Linked DNA regions of Zea mays: all the other regions are linked to region 1. Evidence: chromatin contacts called from public Hi-C data. All regions are on one chromosome and are shown on one strand. The core of a region is the stretch at or near the end of the contact, and the rest is flanking DNA. Distances in the headings are between cores, read along the strand shown. Region 1 has its middle 70 kb from the start of LOC103632738. Region 2 has its middle 71 kb from the start of LOC103632739. Region 3 holds the start of LOC103632739 (myb-related protein 306).

What was found. A called contact is a pair of places that touch in the nucleus more often than the background predicts.
Region 2: a contact with region 1 is called in a Hi-C map of tassel, with 2.5 times the contacts expected there. The contact joins two enhancer-like sites. A contact is called at or near these places in 2 of 25 Hi-C or Micro-C datasets (ear and tassel).
Region 3: a contact with region 1 is called in a Hi-C map of leaf, with 4 times the contacts expected there. The contact joins the promoter of LOC103632739 here to the enhancer-like site in region 1. A contact is called at or near these places in 5 of 25 Hi-C or Micro-C datasets (ear, endosperm, leaf and 1 more).

What each region holds. Positions count from the first base shown.
Region 1 is chr7:116,851,240-116,855,723 of Zm-B73-REFERENCE-NAM-5.0, forward strand. No RefSeq gene overlaps it. Among protein-coding and RNA genes, the nearest start is that of LOC103632738, 70 kb to the left of the region's middle. Within about 2 kb of position 2,457, at least 18 of the 20 cell types and tissues checked have an H3K27ac peak or open chromatin away from gene starts, as enhancers often do. A contact at or near this core is called in ear, leaf and tassel, where this site is marked.
Region 2 is chr7:117,179,919-117,184,402 of Zm-B73-REFERENCE-NAM-5.0, forward strand. No RefSeq gene overlaps it. Among protein-coding and RNA genes, the nearest start is that of LOC103632739, 71 kb to the left of the region's middle. Within about 2 kb of position 2,358, at least 10 of the 20 cell types and tissues checked have an H3K27ac peak or open chromatin away from gene starts, as enhancers often do. A contact at or near this core is called in ear and tassel, where this site is marked.
Region 3 is chr7:117,108,799-117,113,282 of Zm-B73-REFERENCE-NAM-5.0, forward strand. It overlaps LOC103632739 (myb-related protein 306), which reads left to right and starts at 2,341. Exons shown (of 3, transcript XM_008654481.4): 1 at 2,341-2,788; 2 at 2,930-3,059; 3 at 3,221-4,484. The coding sequence starts at 2,656. The coding sequence ends at 3,866.

The DNA.
Region 1 (4,484 bases), core at 1,207-3,706:
TTGCGGACTATGTGGATCACAAGATGACCTGACCGTCCGATCGTTCAGATACAAATTTGGTGTTAACATTTGGTCTTCACTCCAAATCAACATCTGCAAGAACAGTAAAACCTTGTTGCGTGCTATAGGGAGAAAAAGAGGGTTCGTACTTCGTACTCATCTTGGAGTAAAAACCGACAAATTTTGCCATCTGTGAAGGGAAAGAGACCTGCTGAAAGCGACGAGGGAAACGTTGCTTGTTGCATATCCAGACGGGAAAAGAACGGGTAGGAGTAGGATCGGTTTTCACGGATTTGGTGAAAAGAAAAGTTCACGACGCTGGAGAAGAAAAATAAATGGACACCTCGATGAAGAGAAATCCTTGTTCGCTTGGCTTTAGGCTCCCTCTTCATGAATTGCAGCTGTAATGGTCCGAACAGTTGGTTTTAATCCAAAATGAACACTATGTTTTTCTAGAAACACCAAAAGTAAAACCAAAAAGTTCACGGGCGCGGTTGTAAAACAGTTCAGGGTACAAACATCTGACTGCTACGACACCGTGTTTTCCAGAAACACCAACCGTTGAAACGGCGCGTGAAATGGCTCGACTGCTCGCATCAACAACAGTTAATAAGTACAGCCGGAGCATCGCTGAGCCCTTAACCATGTCAGAGCCGTCCCGTTCATGCTGCAGCAAATCCAATCATTCGGAGCTGGCCGGGTTCGCGCCGCCGGTCCCGGAAATATAATTGTCTAGAGCCCCACTTAATTAGGCGCTATTCAGCGGAGCTGAGTACAATGGCAGCGTATGCTTGGCTGCCCCCACGTACCTAACGCCCGGCCCAACGACGAGCAGCTGTAGCCTGCAGTAGCTCAGTGAGTGCGTAGGCAGCACGCAGCAGGCAAGCAAGACGAAAGAGGGAGCCTGGATTTCAGTGGCCCCCGCCCCCATGCTTGTTGGTGGCTCGGATACCGCCGCCGGAAGTGGACGGTGAGCGCGAGGTTTTCGAGCTGAGGGCCATGCATATGCGCGCACGGCCGTCGCCAAAGAGGGGCGCGGACGGCACGTACGTAGCAGGGGGGGGGGGGGGGGGGAGGGTGTAAGATACGATCGAATCGATCTAGCACTCTAGTTCAGCTACTTTCTTGCATTGTGTCGCTTTCCAGCCATGGATGGGGCCGCGCGATGTGCACAGGTGAAAAAAAGGGGTTCCTTCCTCGCTTTGGAGAGCAACGATGCTAAGCAAACTCTGTGCCGCCGGAGGAGCGTGGACGTACCTCGTCACGCAGAGGGCCAGAGGCAGAGCCGAATATTGCAGCAGCCTTGCGGGCGATAAGAAGATCACACGCGACGGAAAGCGGGGGCCGAAAGCAGCGTGGGCGTCGTCGGCCGAGAAGGATGTACGGTCACGGTCAGCGTTCTCGTCGTCGTCGGCTGTCTCTATTTTGCGCGGTGTGGGTGTGGCCGCGTGGGAACGGGAGGCGCCGAGACGGCCGTCGTCGAGATGGATACATGCATGCATTTGGGCTTCTGCGTACATTTTGGTTCGGCTGCTGCTTGTCGCGGTGCGGCCGTCGTCGGCGCGCGCGGGAACGCGCCGCCGACTTTGCTACGCACTAGCACCTCGTCGTCGTCGGCGGCGGTTGGTTACGTTCTCTTGTCATGCTTTTCCGTCCCGGCGCTTGATTGACTCTTCTGCTGCGGACCGCGTCATCGTCATGGGATGGGAACGAAGCAAGGCCAGCTAAGGTCGTTCCTCCAGAAAAAAATAAAATAATGTTCTCTGCTGAGTTGAGATGATGTCAGGGTAGGCATCGGTTACAGATTCGCTGATGCACACTGCAACCGAATAAGAGGTTTGCTGTTACTTTTATGCCTCCTCGAGTAGTTGTGTCTGTGTACCCCACGGACGAATCTAAGTTTAGGTGGAACAAATTATATCGATTGAGGAGGCTGTTAGAAAGTATTTTACATTATTTACTTGGTGATCAGCTAAAAAAATTAGTAGTTTTTTTTTTGAAATTTGGGGAGGATTAGGGATTTAAGAGCATGCTCGATCTCGGAGCGGTTCGTCACTAGCGTCGGCCCGGGGTCGAGCAGTGCCTTTTGGTGATGAATATACAACGATTTGTAATTTAGGTTATTTAGAATGATGATTCAATGTTTCATATTTATATGCTATTAACTTATTATAAAATATAATAATAATGGTTAAAGTGCATCTCACGAGCTGAGTCAGTTTTTTTTTTCCAGCTCGTTGAATGGACGAACTAAACCGAGTTTGGAGCTCGTTTCTAACCCTATCTGTAAGTGTCGGTACTGGGCCGGAAGCTAGCCTCTTTGAAAGATGACGTATTTTTGCTCCGGGGAAAAGGAGAAGATGGCCGATGTGACTGGTGAAGCCCATTGCAGGCTCGCAAAGTCGCAACGCCAGATATGAGAGACCCTAAACCTTCTCTGTCTCCTGGATACTTTTGGGCTTCTGCACAGGCCCATTAACGTGAAAGAAATTGACATTTTATGGATCAGGCTCGTATATGGTACATTAGGCCTCCTTCGTCGTTTGCACTTCGATGTGATAATTTTCCAATGTGAAATGTGCACTGTCACTTGTTCACGTGAATTTCGATTTCGTCTGGAAGCTCAGTTTTTATTTATAAGAACTTGTTGAGCACTATATTTGATAGTGGCAACGAATGGACGGGTCCGGCCATGTGGTTCGAATGGTACGTATCGGGCGGACTGCAAATGTAGCTCGAACGATCCACAAATAGATTAAATAAAGTGAGAGTCCTTGTCTTGCACGTGTTTATCCAACTAAGCACGTAAGCATCGATTGGGATAGGTCTAGAAATAGGTCCAGACCTCTTTCTATATATAAAGGGAACAACCGATTGAAACACAATACATTCGAACCAATCAATCTATTATCATTGCCTTTAACAGTAGTAATTAATCTTTTTCATCCCTAATCTTCACTACTCTTCGACTCTACCGTCTAGAGGCATCTTAGGTGGCATGCTGACCACAAGACAGCTCTGGAATCTTTCTTCCCTGACGGGTCGCCTCCGAGGGTGACAGACTCTACCAGCAGTACAACTGAGCCCACGTACCAGATATTAAATCAAGAATAACAAATATTACACTTTATTTTAGTCAAAAGACTAAAAAGGTATGAGTTGAAAAAGAGCTCGACCTCTTCTTTTAATAGGTCGCTCGGTCGTTCGTCCTACTGCAGCTAGCGAGGTGATACTAAGTGTAAGCGCTGCGCTGTGTAATTTCCTGTCATGTTATATTTGGATGGTTTTTCATGGTTTATCTGTGTAGTAACGACACACTAGTAGACGAGAAGAGATGGAAAAGAACATATCTAATTTCACATGTGTGAGGTAACGATCACTGAAAGACGAGAAGCTAGAATAAGAATAGGTTTGCGCTTTGCGGATGACACACAAAACTAATTTTTATAGGAGTAGAGACATGGCAGACGTGGTGCCCTACATCCGTGCGCACGAACGCGTAAGTGGCAGCGCTATCCCACTACGACTTTGTTTAGTACTCTAATATTCACCCGATACATATGTATTGAAGTGGATTGAGTGTAAATTAACCTAATTTTCACTCCAATCCACCTTAGGCCTTGTTCATTTCACTGTTAATCCATCTGGATTGGGTGATATTGAGTCGTATAGATGTCCAAACAGTGCGGGCCGCCCGTTTGGCCCGTGGCACGACACGAATTTAGCCCGATCCAAACATGGCCCGACACGGTCGGTTACGGGCCCGGGCCGGCACGACCCGTTTAGCGGGCCGGGTATGGGCAGATACGGCGGCCCGCGTGCTTTGGCCCGGCCCGGCCCGATAAATGGGTCGGCCCGACGGTGGCCCGCATATTTATGTAAATATTAAATATGTAAATACATTTAATTCTTTCATAGTATGTAAATACTAAATACGCGGCCAAACATATATAAAATGCATACATAAATATTTTGTTGTCTTAATATATATAAATAATATGCTATTATATATATTAATTCTGTTAAATATATGTATTTATATACCGTTCTACTGTTGGTTCGGGCCAGTGCCCGGTCCGGTCCGTTGAGGCCCACCGGGCCAACGGGCCGGCCCGGCACGATTTTTCCCTGTGCGTGCCGGGTTTGGGCATGTCCTTAGGCACGTGGGCCAGCCCGACCTGGCCCGAAGCATCAACGGGCCGTGCTTGGCCAGGCCCTATTCGTACCGGGCCGAAACGGGTTCGGGCCGGGTCCGTGCCGGGTGGCCTGTTTGGACATCTATATTGAGTCGGTTTAAATCCATAGCAAGTCAAAATACATCCATATCTATTCCAATACATTCCAATCAATATAGAATTGACGGAACGATTGAGGTGAATACTATAGTATCCAAACAAGACCTTGGAACAAGCTCCGTACTACGCTCAGCATGCATCAGCTCAGCGTCCGAAGACTCGGACAAAACAACAGCTATCTGCTGTCCA
Region 2 (4,484 bases), core at 1,108-3,607, 330 kb after region 1:
ACTCGGCAAAACATGCTTTGTCGAGTGCCACATTCGGCACAGTAAAGCACTCGACAAAGAGCGTTTTTTGTCGAGAGCCGAACACTCGGCAGAAAACGGCTCTTGCAAAGACGTCTTTGCCGAGAGCCCTGCGCTCGAAAAAAATGGGCACTCAGCAAAGCGTCGTTAGCTGCTGACGACAACTGACATCCATTAACTTTACTGAGTGTCCTAGTCAAACACTCTGCAAAGTAACTTCTTTGTCGAGTGTCACATTCAGAGACTCGACAAAGAACTTCTTTGCGGAGTGTCTTCTCCTGACGCTCAATTTTGGCACATTTTTCGAAGTGTTTGCTATACCTATTAGATTTAGTTTATTTAATTGATTTTTTCGGATAATTCATATAAACTACAAGTCACTCGAAAAATAGAAAATAGTGAATGCAAAAATAATATTCATATTATTGAGCACAAGTTACAGACTGAATCAGGAACAAACCGAAATTTTCGAACACCAAGTTCATGAAACATGACCGTGAACTTGTGATCCAGTTATTTTAAAATTGTATAAAACACAAACAAAGTTAGAAAATTATAATACTTATGCAAATTGAAACTTGTGATACAAACTTATGATACTTATGTTCGTGATACAAACAAAGAGGTTTGCCAAGTGCCGCGTAGAGCACTCGACAAAGAACCTGACATGGGGACCCTTCCTGGTGGGCTCTTTGCCGAGTGTCTCAGGGGGCACTCGGCAAAGGTTGAATCTTTGCCGAGTGCTACAGGGCAGACACTCGGCAAAGTTAACTCCTTTGCCGAGTGTCATCCTTGACACTCGGCAAAGAAGCCGTCTCCGTTACCTCGTCGCCGTAACGACCACTTTTCTTTGCCGACCTCTTTGCCGAGTGCCCGAGAAAAAATACTTGGCAAAGAAGGCTTTGCCGATGTACTGTTTTGCCGAGCCTTCTTTGCCGAGTGCGACACTCGACAAAGCCTTTGCCGAATGTTTTTGGGCTTTGTCGAGTGCTTTGGGTACTCGGCAAAGCGCCCGTTTCCGGTAGTGGCTCACAAACTTGGTCTGAACTTTATCTAAAAAAACAAACTTGGTCTGAACAGGACGATTCCAAGTATCCAAGCATCGTTTTATTCTGCAGCCTGCAGGCGTGGCGGCAGCACTCTTGCGAGACAGCGGGACGACTGCCATGACGATGCTCTGTAGTCTGCATCGCATGTACGAGGGCTAACCAGCCCCCTCATGGATATGCACCAGCACCAGGCCGCAGCGGCCGGCCGCCGGCAGCCATAGAAAAAAAAAGAGAGAAATAAAGGGTCAACAAGGGACCCGGACGGAGTGCAATGCCATGCGATGCGGCCTTGGAAACGTATAGGGACGGACGGGAGTAAATGTCGTCGGGCTAGCTCTCGCGTTTGCAGATTTTGTAGTAGGGCGCCATTGACATCTTCCTTCCCTGCTTTCTCGGCACTGCGCTGCTGCTTCATGCATGCATGCATGAGCCACACCTATCTGAAGCTGTAATAAAGAAAACCTCATGGTGGTTGATGGAAAGGTTCGGCTGTTTGGACCGTTGCATGGGTGCTCCAGTTGAGGCATATGTGAATCATAAAATACGTATACTATTGAATCTTAAGTCGTATCTTTACATACACACATATATGTTTAATGTAGAGACTTTGGAGGACTAGTTATATACCACTCAAAAATTTCAGTGCATGCAGATGCATGGAGAAGGAACATACATGCATGCATGGTTGAATTGAACGCTGGCACTTGCTTGTTGTGAAGAAAGCTTCAGGGATACATAGTCAATGCAAAGGAAAGAGAAAGACAGAGGGAAAGAGATCAGAGAGTGAGAGAGAAAACAATGGGCCAAAGGGGTTGTTTGGTTGTTTGGTTCAGCTTTTTTTCGTTCAGCTTTTTCAAAAATTTGGATGTAGGGAGAATCTGGTTACGGGGAGAATCTAAATATCATGAGAATTACGTTCGGAGAAAGATTAAGATGTTCATAAGGTTTAAAAACTATAAAGCGATGGATTCTTACCATTATCATTATAACAACTCGGCCCCGATTATGTGTTTATGTTGATTTTATATGATTTTTACCAAATCGATTTTTATAGAAGCTGGCTGAAAAGCTAAGCGTTTGACAGTCTATAGCAGTTTTTGGTGTCCAGAATCTGAAAAGGCTGAATAAAACAGGGCCAATGTAATATGACCATACTTGAGAGTGATGGAATTGAATGCTGCAGAGCAAAAGAGAAAACGAAAGCGGCATAAATGCATGTCCTACACCACTGCACATCTGATAGTGCAGCTAGCCAGCACTCAGGAGGAGCAGCTGATCATCGTCAGCTGAATGCATGCCACAGCTGCATACTGTACCTCTCTCTTCCAGTCGTCTTGCTCCTCTTTACTACTCTCCACCGGCTGTAAAGGTCATAAAGCTGAAAAACAACACGAGATCGAAGACGACGACGGCATCGGCAGATGCGTGCGAGGTGTGACATGTGTCCTGTGCCTTGCTTTGATCTCTCTCCCAGTCTGTAAAAGTGAAGCTATACAGATCGCTAGCAGCTCCGCGCGCTGTCCTCACGAAAAATCTACGGGAACAAGAGCAGTAGCAGTTGTGCCCATCCTAATCGACCCGGAGCTGGATCATCGGTCATTCATCACGCTGGCCCGCTTGCTCACCGTGAATTTATTAATGTTGGCCCTGCTGCACAAATAAATAGCAAGTCAACTAACTTTACACTGACACGTGGTACTGCATTCACTGCACCAACGCTAGAGAGACAAATGATGTATGAACATTGAGTCTCTCGCTAATCCTGACCAGGGAATAGGTTTGATTTTATGCTGCTGCTGATGATGATAATGATAATGATAATGATAAGCAGTGTTATTCTTTTTTGCAGCCTCGCTGCTGGGCCGGCCTCTGGCCTATTTGGTAGATTTTCCTGAACTTTATTGAGAATCTGAATTATTAGATAATCTAGCTGTCACGAGGATATGGATATTGTAAGGCTTGCCTGCTGTCGGAATTAGATCCCCGGGACCCTAGAGACCCATGAGTCAGAAGGATGGAAAAGAGGAAGTCCGTTCCATAAGCACCCGTCCCCAGATGACCTCGGGGCGTCAAGCGAGGCGGAACTAGGAAGAGGGGTTAGACGTCAGGGAGCCACTCGAGTGGATTCTGCGTCTGACCGACAGACTTCCCCCGCCACTAATGATCGATTGCATTAACATCGTCTGGCACCAAGCCGCGGCACACAAAGGAGTCGATCCTCCTTCCACTTATAGCCTACACACCCTTGGCCAGAGCTCCACTTATAATCTATGCCCTAGGCCTACGACTCACTCATGGCTAACCTATGCCTGAGTCTCCCTACGAAGCACATAACACGACGAGGGATGCTAAGGGTCAGGCTATGAAGACCCGTGATCGGCATGGAGCAAAGAGAGTAATGATGATGCTCGGACTCCCAGCCACCCACACACGTTGTCCCTACGGACTTAAAGCAGCACAACCAGAGAGCTCAAACGGCAAGGACGAGTACCAACGAACAGACTTCTACCGAGGGTAAAACGTCCTGTTTTACCACAACACAACAATCCCTTCCATGGAAAGCCACTTGTAACCAGGCCCCCTTAGTCTATAAAAGGGGGAGCGTCGACCTAGGGAAAAGGGACAGAGGGCGCAACAACACTCGATGACTTAGCCAGGTAGCGAACACCTTATACATAGATCTTCAGAACCAACATCGCACAAAGACTTGAGATCCTTCCCTCTCTCGTCCGCTTGTAACCCCTACTACGAGCAATCAGCAACAGGGAGTCGGTAGCACGAGCCACTAAAGACTGGAAGTAGGGACGTTCTGCCCAAATCGGTATAAATCTTACGCCCAGTAAGCACACCATCCGGATCCAAAATGCGCATACACAAATTTACTCGTTGGTGCTGGTTCGAAACATCGACAGTTGGCGTGCCAGGTAGGGGATTTTGCGCGTTTTTGAAATCTTCCTCGACGTGCTGTAGATGGCTAGCCACGATGCCGTCTGCCCCCCTCCCCCCAGAATGACCTTTCGCTTCGAGAGCCTCAATTTCGTCGTCAACAATGAAGGGGAGATGGTCAGAGCCCCGAAAGCCCGACCCTTTCTGACCAAGAGCCTTGACACCATCACGGAGGCCCTCGACGGCCTCTGACTCACCCCACAAAAGCAAGACACGGGGCGAGACCCAACCTCGCTCCCCGCAACCGAGAAGATAAGGCAGCAGATCGCAACCCACATGGGGCCCGATCCATCTTACGACGATCTGTGTGCCTTCTTCTTTTCCTACATGAGCTTTGATGTCGCAGTGCGGCGAGGAAGGATTGACCTCCCTTGATGACTTCGATGACATCCCTGTGGCATTTCTACCCTGCTTTTGCAATACCATTGGAGCAATCGCAGATCTCGTGGCTCACGGCCACGTCCCTACGAT
Region 3 (4,484 bases), core at 1,091-3,590, 260 kb after region 1:
AGTCCGGTGCGCCAGACCAGGGTTCACTTCGGTTTCTTTTGCTCCTTTCTTTTGAACCCTAACTTTATATCTTTTTATTGGTTTGTGCTGAACCTTTGGCACCTGTAGAACATATAATCTAGAGCAAACTAGTTAGTCCAATTATTTATGTTGGGCATTTCAACCACCAAAATCATTTAGGAAAAGGTTTGACCCTATTTCCCTTTCAACCTCCTTGTCGACGCGAGGGAATGCCCCACCTCCTCCCCCTTCTTACTGCTGAGGCTGCTTGGGCTTGCCAGGCCCTCTCGCGGTGAGGGAGGTGGTAGAGGCTGGAACGGTCGGCCGTGTCCGACAGAGTGCTTGAAATCCCTACAGTTCCGTAGGGTGTGGCGCATATCCTTGAGGTACGGGCACTGGGCGTCGAGGTTGTCATCCAGTGTTCGTTCGCCTCCGTGGGGCGCACCTCGGGCTCGAGCAACGGGTGGCCCGACGACATGTACCTCCTCACGAGGCCTCTTCTCCCAGCGCTTGCCAGGTTGCTGGTTCGTGTCGCGTCGTGGTGCAGGTTTCGTACCTCCGATGAGGTCCTGGGCCCGCTCGTCAGCGGTGATGTAAAGGTCTGCCTCACGAAATAGTTGTTCGGAGGTGGTCGGCGCTTTCTGCATTATGGCTCGGACAAAGGCCGAGTCATTGGACCCCCTGTAGAAATCTTCAATCACCGCTGCCTCGGTGACTTCGGGGATGCGGTTTCACATGGTCTGAAACCTCTTGAGGTATGACCGAAGTGTTTCATCGCCCTGGCGCCTGATGGATTTGAGGTCCCATGGTTGTGCCGGCTTGTCAGAGAGGGACTGGAAGTTGGCGGCAAACCACCGACTGAAGTCGCTCCAATCGTCGATGCAGTGACGTGGCAGATGCCGTAGCCACTGCAGTGCATCTTGCCCCAGGACGATGGGCAAATATGCTGTCATTACGTCTTCTGTTGCCCCGACGGCCCGAGCGGCGGTCGTGTAGACGACCAACCAGCCCCCAGGTCCTGCTTAGGCTCGTACTTGTCAACGTTGGAGACTTTAAAGTTAGGGGGCCACTGGATGGCCCGGAGACGCGGAGTAAGCGCGGAGACTCCACATGTGTCTTCTTGTCGTCATTCATGATGTCGGTCCTAGGGAGGGGAGTCGGTGGTGTGTCGTCTCGACCGTCCCCGGATCGGGCGACTAGTTGAGGCCATAGCCGACTCAACTCGGGTGGCGTGACTTCGAGCCGGGATGCCGTGGTCCCGGTCATACTCCTCCCGGTGCCTTATCTCATTTTTGTGTCGTCGATCGCGTGAAGCGTTGATGGAGCTCCGCGCGTCACATCGAATGTTGATGGCGTGGCGGAGGTAGCTCGGGAGGTGAGTAATGGGCAGAAGGTGATTAGCTGCTCGAGTAAGCAGTAATCGGTAGCCTTCTACGTCTGGAGTTCGCGGGAGGCCATCAGCTATCTGGGTCAGCACTTCTCTGACTTCACTCGGCGTGTTTATTGCACGGGCGAAGTCGGGGTTCAGGTTCCGAGCGAAAAGAGGGCTCTCTCGGCGCAACCTCACGCCCTGCTCGGCTTGCTCCCGCTCTTGGTCCTGAGCCTGTCGGCGATCACGCCGGCGAGAATTCCGTCTTTCTCGGTATATTCGCTCGTCGGGAGTTTCTCCCACTTCTGAAACTTCATCCCGGGATACGGGCTGCGCTGGGTCCCGCTCACCAGCCTCGTGATGTCGCTGAATATTCCGGCATTTGTTCCTTCGTCGCCGTGCTTCACGCTGGGAAGGTTCTTCCCCTTGCACGGTCGGCTCATCGTCAGATATGGGAGACGACTCCAATCTCCACCTGATGAAGAGGATGTCGGGTAGAACAGAGTTGTTGCGATGGCGTGTTTCTTTCCGTCCTCCTTTGAGAGTGAAGGTACCGGAAAGATAGTCCGGCGAAGTTCGTCCCCTTTCTCGGGACGTTTACCTCCTTATTTGATTCACTAGCTACTTAGGAAGGTATTCAAATTAATTACCCTGTGCAATCAGCCATTCATGTGCAGGGAAAAAGACGCAGAGAACAGCTGAACACATTTAATTGTAATTACACCATAAAATTTTAAAAACATATCCACGGAAAAGCAAATAAAACAATCCAGGCTATGCGAAAAAAAAAACAATCCAGACTAGCTACCAAACCCGTCGATCGGGTTCAGACGTGAGACACGCCATTGCGGGTTGGCCTCTCCCGGCCCTGTTTCTCCCGTCCCTTTTGAGTTGCCGCGCTGTGCACATCTACCCATCTATCTGTGCTGTGCCCATAAGGGCATGTGGATGTAACATATGTCACGTCGCCGTTGTCCGTTGATTATTAGCTCAGCATTCTCCCGGGGTCAAACTGTGTTCCAGACTTCCAGTGTGTGTGTGCCAGCCACTACTGTACAATAGCTCTCTTCTTTCTCTCGCCGTAGCTTCGCTCGTGCTGTGCGTGTGTGTATATATAAGCATCCTGCCCCCACTCCTTTTATCTCTCTACTCGTCTCCACGGAATCGATCGATCGGTGCTTTGATCTCTGAGCCTGAGCAAGCGGTCGAGCTCACCAACCGCCACGCTCAAGACAGGTCGAGTAGCTAGCTAGCTGCCGGAGTGGAAAAGGAGGCGGTGCAGTGGCATGGGGAGGCCGCCGTGCTGCGACAAGATGGGGGTGAAGAAAGGCCCGTGGACCCCCGAGGAGGACCTCATGCTCGTCTCCTATGTCCAGGAGCACGGCCCCGGGAACTGGCGCGCCGTGCCGACCAACACCGGTGTGTGATGAATCATCTGGTGATGCAGGGCTTGATGACGCGCGCGGCGGATGGAATTGCCTTTCAAGATCCAAGCTCCGAGCTTACTTGATTTTTTTGTTTGTTTGTTGGTTTGGTCGGCACGTGTGCGCGTGTGTGCAGGGCTGATGCGGTGCAGCAAGAGCTGCCGATTGCGGTGGACAAACTACCTCCGGCCGGGAATCAAGCGCGGCAACTTTACCGAGCAGGAGGAGAAGCTCATCGTCCACCTCCAGGCTCTCCTTGGCAACAGGTGATGGTCACTCGCCTGTCGTCGTCTTAAAGCTTTTGTTCCCGTTTTGTTTTTTCCGCTGTAACAAATGGATCGGACAAACCAAATCATCCACGGCACGAGGTGATCGTGTGCTGAGCTTGTTGATCTGCATGCCGTGCACTTGTTGATGTGTCGTGCAGGTGGGCGGCCATAGCATCCTACTTGCCGAAGAGGACGGACAACGATATCAAGAACTACTGGAACACGCATCTTAAGAAGAAGCTGAAGAACATGCAGGGCGGCGAAGGGGGCGCGGGAGGGAAGCGCCCGGCCGTTCCCAAGGGGCAGTGGGAGCGGCGGCTGCAGACTGACATCCACACGGCGCGGCAGGCTCTGCGCGACGCGCTCTCGCTGGAGCCTTCGGCGACGCCGCTGGCCAAGGTGGAGCCTCTGCCGACGGCTCCGGGGTGCGCGACGTACGCGTCTAGCGCCGACAACATCGCGCGGCTGCTGGAGGGGTGGCTGCGCCCGGGCAGCGGCAAGGGGCCGGAGGCGTCGGGTTCGACGTCGACGACGGCCACGACGCGCCAGCGGCCGCAGTGCTCCGGTGAGGGCACGGCGTCTGCGTCGGCGAGCCACAGTGGCGGGGCGGCCGCGAACACGGCGGCGCAGACCCCCGAGTGCTCGACGGAGACCAGCAAGATGGCCGGCAGCTCGGTCGGCGCGGGCTCCGCGCCGGCGTTCTCGATGCTGGAGAGATGGCTGCTGGACGACGGCATGGGGCACGCTGAGGTGGGGCTCATGACCGACGTGGTGCCATTAGGGGACCCCAGTGAGTTCTTTTAATTAAGGCACAAGTACCACCAAAAGCAAACTGATCAAGTAGAGATGCAAGAACAAAAAGAAGAAATTAATCGCCGGGTTAGGTAACTAGTTAAGCAGAAATCCAACAAAACTAACGGGGCGTTTGGATCCCTTCATTTTAGAGGAATTAGAATTCACTCAATAAAGTAACTTATTTAGTTTGGATTTTGACATTCCACCACTTTCTAAAGTTTAGATATAAGTCTATCTCAAATTCATGGGGTAGAGGGTGGGAAATGATTTTATGCATTAGTAGAATTTGTTTCTACTCTGTAACTTACATGACACTCTTCGTCTCACTCATCTATAGTAAAAATGTAGCATATAAATATCTCCGACATCTTGCTAATAATAGTATATAAATATATTTTGTATAAAATCGAATTAGCTTAATTGATATATGCCTAAATTACTATTATTAAAATGGAATTCAATTCCAATGATCCAAACGGGGCGTAAATGTATTTGAATTCTCGGTGAATTTGATCGAGTTGGATGTCGATATAGTTTTTGTTTTAGTCCCTTCTTTTATTTTTTTCTCTGTTGTTTCTCTGATGTTAGGGTTTGTAACTGATCATGTAAGCTTATACTAATGACAGG